Linked DNA regions of Rattus norvegicus: region 2 is linked to region 1. Evidence: chromatin contacts called from public Hi-C data. All regions are on one chromosome and are shown on one strand. Each heading gives the region's core, a stretch centred on a gene start, on an enhancer-like site or on the middle of the called end of the contact. The rest is flanking DNA. Distances are from core to core; before and after follow the strand shown.

The links. A called contact is a pair of places that touch in the nucleus more often than the background predicts.
Region 2: a Hi-C map of the A7r5 cell line shows a contact between it and region 1, with 2.2 times the contacts expected there. The contact joins the promoter of Klf13 here to the enhancer-like site in region 1. A contact is called at or near these places in 3 of 12 Hi-C or Micro-C datasets (the A7r5 cell line, mammary epithelial cells and prefrontal cortex).

Annotation. Positions count from the first base shown.
Region 1 is chr1:126,898,428-126,904,573 of GRCr8, forward strand. No RefSeq gene overlaps it. Among named protein-coding and RNA genes, the nearest start is that of Klf13, 47 kb to the right of the region's middle. Within about 2 kb of position 3,209, at least 3 of the 93 cell types and tissues checked have an H3K27ac peak or open chromatin away from gene starts, as enhancers often do. A contact at or near this core is called in the A7r5 cell line, where this site is marked.
Region 2 is chr1:126,945,254-126,950,899 of GRCr8, forward strand. Klf13 (KLF transcription factor 13) reads right to left here and starts at 3,183. Exons shown (of 2, transcript NM_001109147.1): 1 at 2,983-3,183. The coding sequence starts at 3,088.

The DNA.
Region 1 (6,146 bases), core at 1,959-4,458:
CCAAACAAGCGGCCTCCCCCATGGTTCACATCTTACAGTGGACAAGGTAAGGGGGGGGGATCTTCAGACCTGCTCTTTCCTTTAACAAGGGCAATGCTGCCCCGACTATCACCTATCCTATCAATAGGAATTATGGCAGTACAAATTATCTCTTTTTTTTGCACGTTACAGGTGCCACCTCATTCACATAACATGCTCCTAGTATGTCACTACAGGACGGCTTTATGGGTCTCTGTCATCTGTAAAGTTTTATCACAGTCTTTATACCAACCTTCCTCTGGTGGCTCTAATGGATTCCCCTTTTCCATCAACCCCTTTTCCAGGTTGGAAGCCACTGGAAAGGTCTGTGCTTCCAAAACCTTTAACAGTAGTTAGGGTGACCTCTGAGAAGGGGAACAAAGTAAGTAATAGACAGAGCCTCGATTAACATACAGATAGGAAGAGGGGCTACAACTCGGTAACAAGCATGGCAAACTTCCAAGATGGCCGGCTTCTTTCTCACCTAAGACAGAAGTCTGCAGCTAACAACAAAGGCCCAGCAGGCCCCTCCCTGCCAACCCCCTCCCCCCACCCTCCCCCACCCCGCCTCCCTCCTCTGGCCAGTAGGTCCCCCTGCTGATGCCCATCACAATTGTGGGCCAATCGGCTCTCTTATCCTTGTTCAAACTGACCAATCCTAAACTAGGAGAAAAAGACCCTGTTCCCCTTTAAACCCATGGTAATAAGAGCTACAGTGTTCTTCATCGCACTGCCCACCAGTTTCCCAGGATTGGAGCCTGGCACAAAGAATTATGTTAGCCCTGCTGTACCAAAGAAATGTAAGATCAGAGCAACACAATTCAAGATCCGCTTGACTCTTTAGCTGTCACACAGAGCCAAACCTCCTGATCACTACCAACGGAGGGACTCGTGCCCTCCCCTAGTGAAAAACACTGCTTCCATACCTATAGTTCAAAACCGGTTTGCAATAGGACCCAAAGACCTAGAGGAGGAAAACCCTTCTCTTCTGCTGGGCTCTTGGTCCCCTCCCATTCCGCTCTTCTTCTCACTTACTTCCTTTCTCCTTACTGTGCACAAACTTACGTTTTTATCCCATGTTTTGAACTTTTTACAGACATTCCCGCTGGACTACATCACCACGACCACCTGGTACACACAAAATGGACTATAAAACTCGTAGAGTCTCTAGGCCCAAGAACCCCCAAAGGACATGTTCCCCCCTGCCACCAGAAAGTAGCCAGACAGAAAACCAACAACCCCATTGCTTATTTGTAAAGGATCTGAAATAAAGAAAAATGCTCCCCCCGCCCCAAAAAAAACCCATTAAAACAAAACAAAACAGAAAAACAAGACCCGAGAACAAGACCAGGAAACCTGCCATCCACAGAACTCCGGGAAAGGAGCTGACCCCTACCGTATACCCCGGGGCCCAGAAGCTGTAAAACCATGCAGTTTATCTTGTCTCCCACCCCACAGGTTTGAAAAGCAGTTTGTCCAGAAGAACCCCTGGGTCTGGGGAAGTCATAGCCTCTCCTCTCCAACTTACGGTTATAAAAGCTGAACTCAGACTCTGAGCCATGCTTGGGGCTGCCTTTGCTATCTGCCAAGGTAAGCCCCTGAGAGAGCCAAGGGCTCACGATGCAGGTTTAGAACAGCTGCTGAATTCCTCTCCTTGGGCAGGAGAGGCCAAGACGTGGTCTTCCACGGCTAGTTCTTGTTTCTCCTTGTGTGCCTGTTTATTCATCTATAGGGCAGGAGGCTATGCGGGGGAGGGGACCTGCATGCACAGACCTGGAGCTGTTCCTAGCAGACCTTGAGCATAATTTCCACAGGAGTGCTGCCTATCACCACCCTCAGGGCCACACCACCAGCTGGAGTCGCCCGTGCCTGCCTCTGCTTCCCAGTTTCCACTTCTGTCCAGGAGGCGGACGCAGCTGCTGTGCAAACCCCAAAGCCCAATGGGGTTGGCTCTGGGGGACAAGGATAAGCAGACTAATAGTCAAGGCAGAGTGTGGAAGAAAGCTGAACAGCCAAGTCACCCATCCAAGAGGCTGGGGTGACAACTCCGTACTAGGGATTCACCGAAGCTGAGCCTGCAGGAAGTGGGGAGCAACATGCCAACATCCACATCAGAACGTGCTCATCAAGCTCCCAGTCCCAACAAACTAGTGACTCTTTCTGTAACAAATACTGTGGGTTCTCGTTGGGCAAGATGGCTCAGAGGATAAAAGTGTTCCTGCCAAGCCCGACTAGGTGAGTTTGATCGAGACTCGCATGGAGGAGAACTAGCTCCTAAAAGCTGTTGCCAGGCCCCACAGAAGCACACAAGAGAAAGGGGGTGGGAGGAGGAAGGCATTTTTAAAAGAAAGAACCCATGGACCAGTTTCTAGCCATTTCAAACTATCCAAGGCCCCAGGCAGAGACAGAGGTTGTGGTCTTGCACCAGCCAGAGTTGCGGCCAGAGTGGCAGCCATGAGGTGGTATGGCTTCCCCTCAGTGAGATCGAGGTGGTAATTTATACCTGTCCCTCCCCGTGTGTAACAAGGCCTTGCTGGACGTTGCTGGACACACATACAGGCACACACATACATGTACAAAACACACACTCAGAGCTCTCAGGAACAGGCCACCTCTGCTTCAGGAAACAGACCTTCTGAGAGTATCTAGTAGGAAAGGGACCTTTGAGGGAATCAGCATAAGTCTTCACCACACCTATATCAAAGTCCTGTAGTCCCCGATGCTGAAACAGGGTAGACCTCAGAGTTTCTGAAAAGTCATCTACTGGGATCACTCCACTTTGAGGCCCTGGAACAGATCATCCTCCTGAACGTGTTCTGGGAGAGAAGACAGAGCAGCAGTAGCCTCGGGAAAGCCTGAAACACAGGAAAAGACTCATTACAGGTCACTTGCAGATGGAGGACAGAGGGATGTGTGGCCAGGAAGCAGAGGACCCTGGGGGTAATGGTTACAAGGACTGGTAGGGTCAGAGACAGCCTAGCCTAGTCATGGGGAGTGGGGAAGTTAAGACAAGCCAGAGGGAGGGAAGGACGGGGGGGGGGGGGCAGGAGAGAGAGAGAGAGAGAGAGAGAGAGAGAGAGAGAGAGAGAGAGAGTCAGTACTCAGTTCTCTCCCTAAAGATGAGAATGGTGTGTCTCCAGTCCCTCTCTCTGATGGTCTTAAACATCCGCCAGAGATGACTCACCAGCGGAAAAGCTCCTGCTTCTAAGACTTCTGAGTTCCATCCTCCCAGAACTACAGTTGCCCTCCTCTGACCAACCTCTCTCCCCTCATAGTAACAATGTAACTTAAAACAGCAACAGAAACAACTGTGAGTTTACAAAGGATGCTGCCAGCGATTATAATTACCCAAACAACATCCTCTTAATCTAGAGTGGCTCTTGAGCAGGGTGGTAGTTCCCCAGATGGATCAAATGGGAAGATGGAGACAGTGACGTTCCCATCTCTAATCCTAAGAGGGGCTTTGGGAACCAAGTGAGAGGGGGAGAGGGGACCCAGAGGATGGTCTGAGCCAGGTTGAGTATCTCCAGGGACCACTGCCCTAGAGAACCTGTCACTGTCCTGGGAGTAGGGTCTACCCATGAGAAAGCTAGCCTGGGGCCCAAGTCACTGCAGGCAGTTTTTGGGGAGTGGCAGGCCTTGAGCACCCCTCTTCCCATGACTCTGGGTCTCCCAGCCCAACAGGCACCACCAGCCCAGACATGAATCACAGCCTTCCCCATTTCCACAGAAAACACCAGAGGGCAAGCAGTTCAGAATTCCAGGAATTTATGAGAGCCTTGGGAAGTTCTGGGAGGGCTTTCTGAACTGGTCCCTCTGACCTTCCTTTGACTCTGACTGTCCCTGGGAGCCCCTGAAGACTGAAGAGGGAAATATCCTCAATGGCTCCAAAAACTGACATATGCAGCTCCCTCTGTCTCTTACGGCCCCCTCCCAATTCACAGACCCCTCCCAATTCACCCTTGTATTCAGTCCTTCATAGCCCCCCAAAGACTGCTCTACAACCCTCCATAAATTCCCCCACAGAATCTAACCCCATCAGTCCTCACAACCAACTACATCCCCATAGTTCCCACAGCTAGGGAAGCTTCCTCGGCCTCCTGCTCCAGAGAAGGGCTCTGCCTTACCTGTATCAGCGGCCCAGTAAGAACTGAACAGGGGCGGGGTACTACACAGAGGTGGCCATGGTACTTCTTGGGGACAGAGGAAAGGATGGAAATGAACCTGACAGACTGACATACCACACAGACGGTCTAGGTTTCAGAAGATGAATGAGACTTGAAAGCACATGGTTATTTCAGCTTCGGGAAAACAGGAAAAGGGGGAAGTAAACACAAGTGAATACTGAGTGAAGACATGGAGAATGGATTCAGTAAGTCCACTGTCCACTAAGGAGTTCCTCAGGGAGACCGTGAAGGGACAGCAGTCAGCAATGGGATAATAGAAAACACTCAGGACAGGTTGGGGATTTAGCTCAGTGGTAGAGCGCTTGCCTAGCAAACGCAAGGCCCTGGGTTCGGTCCCCAGCTCAGAAAAAAAGAAAAAGAGAAAAAAAAAGAAAGAAACACTCAGGACTGCAGAGAGTCTCAGATGGAGTTGCCCAAGGAATGCGGGTGAAGGAAGGTCCATAGAGAGACATGTGTGCGAGCACAAAGCAACAGGAAGTGACTTCGTGACAGGTTTCAGAGATGGCGTGAATGTGCATTTGTTACACAGGCTGAGGACTCCCGGGCATCTGACTTCCGGTCTGTCGCAATGGATGTGCAAAGCACTGTCAAACCTCATTTTCTATCCTGGGCCAAGCTATCAGTTACGTATGAGACAGAATAAAGATAAACTAAAACAAATCACACCTCCTATGTATCCTTCACTGAAGAATGTGGTCCAGCGAAGTAAGAAAGAAAATGAAGCAAAAGGCATGCGTTTGGGACTACTCACTTGGTGACCCACCAAAGCAGAGGGAGTCCCAGGCCCGCAGGGAGTAGTCAGATTAGGGTAGAAGGGGGAGGAAGGAGTAGGGCAGAAAAATGGTGGTGAGGGGGTAATGTCATGCTACTGACAAGAAAGGGGGGGTGGATTCAAAGCTATGGAGACAAAAATATATGCAAGAAAATCATGCTTCAACTTGAAAGTAAAGAAAACGTCATTGCTTTTAGCTACTAGGTGGAAAGGTAGCCATCCAATCTTTTTAGAACAGATTGAGTGTGTGCGTGTGTACGTGTGTGTGCGTGCATGTGTGTGTGTGTGTGTGTGCACACGCATGTGTACACTGGCCCAAAGAGACCAGAAAATGACGTTGCATTCATTAGAGCTGGAGTTACAGGAGGTTGTGAGGTGCTGAGAACTGACCTCTGGTCCTCTGAGGAAGCAAGTGTTCATCATAGCTAACTCATCTCTCCAGCCTCCATTTCGTTTGTGTGTTTATTCTTCAGGGACAGGTATTTCCTACTGCATTTCCGAAGTCAGCAGAGAAGTCCCGAGTAGCTTAGACATCACACTTGGCTTTCGATTTTCTTTTGATGTCAGAAATATCTTCCTTACATAGTATTAGGTAGCGCCACATTAGGCTCACAAAGAAGGGAATGTCCCTGGGACCTTTAGCTGCATAGTCTGTCCATTATTGTATGTAACATGGTTACCCTGAGTCCCTTCTGAACCATTGAAGTCCATCTTTATGAGAGCTAGGGGAAGAGTGAGAATGGTAGCTCACCTCTAATGCCAGGGCTGGAGCTAATACTGAGTGGCTAGGGGGGCGGGGCTAAGGGGCGTGGTTAAGGGCTAAGGGGCGTGGTTAAGGGGTGGAGATAGGCAGATCCCTGGGGATCAGTGGCCAGACCCAGGCCAGTGAGTGAGGCCCTGTCTCAAAAACCAAGGTACATAATGGTATACCCACAAATCTGCCTTTAGTTTACAAAAAGCAAACGACTGAGGAGGGCAGGTAAGAAAAGTAGACAGGGCGGTCAGCAAATGGGCGGGGTGGGGAGGGCACTGTATAACTTCAGAATGTCTGTCATGGAACACTGAACCCCAGGTCCAGAACTGGGAAGCAAAGAGGGAGAGTTAATTACCATATTCATTCTTTGAATCAATTATTTTGTTTAAGAGAATGATTTGGGACTGGAGAGATG
Region 2 (5,646 bases), core at 1,933-4,432, 47 kb after region 1:
ATGGCCTTCGGGACATCCAAATGTGCTTAATAAACCGCCTTGCCATTGGTTCTCCCAGGATGGTGCTGAGTAGGCGCCTAAGCCCTGAAGGGGCTCAGATCCCCCCACCCACCCAAAAGGGGAGAGGGGGAGGGGGCGGGGAAGGGAGAGACTGTTCCAAAGACCACAGGAACAGGAAATGCACGGCAGCATCATGCCCTGCCTAAGTAAAGGACCCGGGCAGTACAGAAGGTCAAGGCCACCTCCTGTCCCCCAGCAAATAGGCTCGCCAGAGTGGCAGCATTCTTAGGCATCCGCCAGAGCAATCAGATACTAGGAGAAAGGCAGGCCATGTTCTTATTTATAATCAGTCAACACATTCACCTCAGACCACACAGGAAGCGTTTTCATGCCAAATACACTAACTGGAAGATGCCGAGAAGACAGGAAAGAGGTAAGAAAGGGTGGTTCACAGCTGAGAAGCCAACCTCAAAAATGCTCCCAGGCTTCCCTTTAGGAAACAACTGTTGCATTTGCAAATAGAGTCGCTGCCCACCCCCCAAAGAAAATAAAACTTGGGGTGGGGAGCATGGGGGAAGGGAGGCATGGGGTGTTGGTTGGTGGTTAAAGCTGGCAAAAGCAATTACTTCTGAAAGGATGAATGCCTGCTGGAACCAGAGCAGTCCAGGGAGGCCACGGATAGAGCAACCTGTCTTCGGTATCCTGATGGGCTCCCCATGCCCCTCATGTCCCTGCATGACAGCAGGCCTGCCCCAGGAGTCCACAGAAATACTGGGTGTGTTCTACAAGCTCGCTTCTGCACCATCACACGGTGAAGGTACAGAACCGGCCATGACACCTAGAGCGCGCTTAGCTTCCCTGAAGAACAGAATAACACCCTTGCTCAAGACTTCTGTAAAGTATAGCCCAGAGCACACCTGGACTCAGGACTGTTTCTCTTTGGGTGGAGACACTCTGCAAGGCTGGCATTGCTGCCCCCTCCTATGAAACTGTCCAAAACTACAGACATGGTGTGGGCTACTGGCCTTCAGCCGCCCACCAAGCCTTATCCAAGCCTTGAGGTTTCAGTTCATCTGCTCCTGATAAACTAGCCCAACTAAATACAATTTACTGAACTTAAGAGGTCTTGGTTACCTAGCAACAAATGAGTTGTACCTGGGATGGGGCTGCCACTCCCTAATCTGAGCACAGCTCAATACCTATGAGGTCTCCATAGCAATCCGAGGACGCTCATGGAAGCTGGAGGTTCTTACTGCTGTAGTTAGGTCCTTCAGGGGTGGTCATGGGGATCTGGAGACATGAAAAGCAGCAAAAAACATCTAGGCAACCATGAGCAAAACTGCAGGACTTGACTTGGGGCTGAAGAGAAGGTTCAGTAGTTAAAAACCACTTGCTGCTCTTACCGATGAGGGAGGTTCAGTTCCCAACACTGACAAGGAGGCTCTCAACCGTCTGTAGCTCCAGATCTAGGGGAATCTGAAGCCCTCTTTTGGTCTCCAAAGGTACTGCACTCCTATGGTGAACTTACAGGCAAAATACTTACACGCATTAAAAATTTCTGGACAATTCAGGGCGTGGTGATGCATACCTTTAGTCCTAGCACTCCGAAGCAGAGACAGATTACTGAGTTCAAGGCCAGCCAGGTCTACAAAGGAAGTCCTGGACAGCTACGGCTGGTTACACTCAGAAACCCTGATTTGAAAACACACACACACACAAACCAAAAGCCAAAAAAACTCCTTCAGTACATGAAATTCTGTTTTATCAGGCTACACCCACACACAAAAGGGGGTGATGGAATGGGGGGGGGGGGCTGCACAAACCCTCTTGGATGCTTGAGTCATTTTCTCTTCTGCTCTTCAGAGGTCATCTTGACCAGACAGACCAGAACTAAGGATGAGAATGCATGGTGGTGTGCTGCCCACTTGTACTTCAAGGCCAAGCCTCCTTACTAACAAGCTGTATTATCTTTGTTTACACAATAAGGCATTGCCAAATAGAATGCGTTCCTCAAAGCAAAATGGCACAATGGGTAAGGACACCCATTGCCAAGCCTGGTAAGTCGAGTTTGATTTCTGGAACCCACATGGTAGAGAGAACTGACTCCCCCAGGCTATCCCCTGACCTTCATGTGTATGCTGTGAGACGTGCACTGTGCGTGCACGAGTGCGCGCATGCACACGCATACACACACACACACACACACACACACACACACACACACACGAGTAACTGTAAAAGCAGCTTTTAAAAAATGAAACACCGAGAGGTTTTTAAAGAAGGGTGCTAAAACACACCATCTATGAAGCCAAACCTCACACAACTGGCCAAGGACGGAGACAGCAACACCACTGAGCCTTACAGACAACACGCAGGTCTCGGGCCCTTCCCCACCCCTCAACGCAATGTTAAAAACTCTAGTTGTTTTTTTTTTTTTTTAACACTATGAAATAAAATTCTGAAAAACAAAAGAACGAAAGCCTCAATTCTGCAAACATCCTTGAAGAGGTGACCCTCGGTCATATTAGGAGGATGGCATCTAAGTTACACAGAGGAGGGGTGGGAAGGCATTCAGTGATGGGGACACCAGACAGCCCTCTACTCAGGGGCTAGGCCAGGCCTCTTGCTGAGGACCAGCTGCTGCTCCCTAGTGAAAGCAGGCAGAGCTGGAATGTTTAGACTGAGGGAAGCAAAACCAGCCCTGAATCTGAAATCAGTACAGCAAATCTGGACATTCCTTTGGTGCTGGACTGGGGGCCTGCCACACACGGCAACTGCAGAGAGTTGCCTTCCTGGCAGGTCCACACTGAAAACAGAATAAACAGTCCATAAAACAATCCAGCCCCCTTGACATGCATAAACCACGAGACTGACCCTGCAGGACCATAAGGGGGGAGCCTCAGCGAATAAACTATCTACCAGGTGACCTAGACCAGCAGTACTGGTCAGAAAATGGACGAACCAGCTTCCCTGCTTACTCACCAGGCTCTCTGTTGGGGCAAGGATATATAAAGTGACCGACAGTGAGACAGAGTAGAGACCCTGGCAAACCAGGAGTCCCTGGGAATGTACTGTTGTGTCCACTCATGGGCTGGCCATTCCCACAGGGACATTCCCATCAACAGCCAGGCGTATGGACAGGAGAGCCCGGCCAGGTGCGGCTGACCCAGGCTGCCTGCAAGAAGCAGTCGGAGCTTAATAGCAGACATAATCCTCACTGGCATGGCTGAGGTGTAAAGCTAGTTCACACCCTAGACTCCTCCAGGAAGACTGGCTTTGGGCAGGAAGGTAGGTGGCCCCGGGGGCTCTGGAAGCTCCACTTATGGGCATCTGAGCACTCCAGGAGAAGAGAAGCAGCTCCCCAAAATTTTCCATGGAACTTAATCAGCCTCAAAGCCAATAAATCCTGGTGTGGTGTTTACGTAAGCGCTCCCAGCCTCTGGCCCTCAGCCAGTGCTCCAAAACCTACGCTGTGCCAGCTGTCGGCAGTGGGGTGCCCTCTGTGCTGCCCCCACCCTGCCTCACCAACCTAAAAGAAAAAGTCAATGAATCATAGAAATGTTCCTCCTATAAATGGAATATAAATGTTTATTAAGAAATTACGGGAACCAGGTCAGGCATTTTGCAATCTTAGTCATACTAGCTAATTAAAAAAAAAAAATCAAAATAGAAACCCATCTTAGAAACTTGAGACAATGAAAGCTTCTCTAGCCAAGGAGCGCTTGGAGCCTAGACTCAGCTTGGTTGTCAAGGCAACTCAGTATTTACCTCCAGTTCTGCTGTGTAGGAGGATCCTGACTGGGACCAGGAACAGCCAACCAAGCCACCTCCTCCCCAACACCACACAGGAGAGGTGCCAGGGTGTCCCCAGAGAGCAGAAGGAGGAAGCCACAGCTTCCCTCGGGGATGTGTACTGTCTCCCCAGCATAGACACCTATAGCACAAGGGAGAGGCACCTACATTCTCCTTCCTTCAGCCCCCTGTGCCCCAGTTCCTTGAGGGCTGGAAACCACTGAAGGCAAGTTAGAACCAGCTTGAGTCCAAAGTATAAGGAGGAAAGAAATTAAGGGTGGATGTGCCCAGACTGCACCCTCAGCTGGACAGCCCATGCCCACACTCAGATCCTATCCAGGCTCCTAGTCTGTGGGGAGGCCTGAAGGAGAGCAAATTCCCTCCTGTTCAACTACCGGTCCCCTCTATATCCGGAGACCAGTCCTGTCTGCACAGGCACCTCCAGACACGCTACTCCCTCCTGCTCTGCTCTTGCAGGGCATCAGGCTTTCTAAAGGGTTCAAGTACCACAGGGACAAACGTTCCTGCTGCAGCCTGTATACCTACAGGGCGTCTTACGGCTGACTTCCATCCAAGGGAGCAACTGACCCATGTGCCGGCTGAACGGCTCATATATAATAGTGTACAAAGTACACGCAAAGGCACATATGCACACATGTACATGTGGGCACACATCCATACACACCCACGTAAACTCTTTCTTCCAAGCCAAGCTCCACGAGTAACTGGACAAATGAGTTTGAAACTCTGGATCATAATTCAGGCTAAGAGACAGATGTGGGAGTGAAGGCCTATAATTCTAGCTCTTTGAGAGGCTGGGGCAGGAGAACCCCAAGTTCCAGCAGAGCCTAGGCAACTTAATGACATTACTGATGGAGAAAAACTGCTGGGGCTCAGTGGAAAAAGTACTTGCCTAGCATATATAAAACTGGGGATTCAATCTCTATGGGGACAGGAAAATAAAGACTGAAGTTTCTCAAAAGCTAGAGTGTGAACTTAAGAGTGATACAATTATCCAAAGCATGAAGTCTCTCCATGGGACAGGCCGTACCAGAACCTTGTCTTGCAGGCCTGGCAGTTTAGGAAAACCAGCTTTCTGACTGCTAACATGGCAGAACCGTGCCAGTGCGGGTAACACCCTGACTGTTCTATTTGAGAGAGCCACATCCCTCCACGAAGTCTGGCAGGCACACAGCCTTGACATATGGACATTCTGCAGAGCCCCACGCTCGCACAGAAGACACCATGGGTTGTGTCAGGCCAAGTAGCAAAGGGGGCACTCTAGAAAAGATGACAGCTCAAAGTCCCTTTGTGTCCCAGGTGCTGCCATGGGCTGATAGTCAAAAACAGCAGATCAGAGAAAATCTTCCTGAGAACCTCAGAGAGCCTGAGGCAATCTGAGGGTCCCAAAGGTCACCTACGAGTTGCAGGTCACTCAGCAAACCTGGTAGGAGAGGAGCATGGGAGAAACATGTAGGCACCATCACCACTAAGCAAACCAAGGTGGTGGGATGGGGTGCTGAGTGCAAGGAAACTGGAGAGGCACGGGCAAGACAAGGGAGAGCCTGCTAAGGACTGGACACCACAGCCAACACATCTTCATGTGACTGCTGGCCACTATGTAATTAGCTTAAGCTCACCGTCCTTGTTCAAACAACATGTTTGGGGCTTGTGGTTGGAAAGAGGCCCAGGTTCACCCCGGGATACCCACCTCTAGGTCCGAGGCCTGAGTGGAACAAGAGCCAGATAGTGCTTTGAGTAGCTCCCCAGCCAATAGCCAGGAGAGTGGCCTAACCTTTCCCACAACTCCAGGCCAATCTTCTGAGCACACACCTCTGTGCACCTTCACTAGCT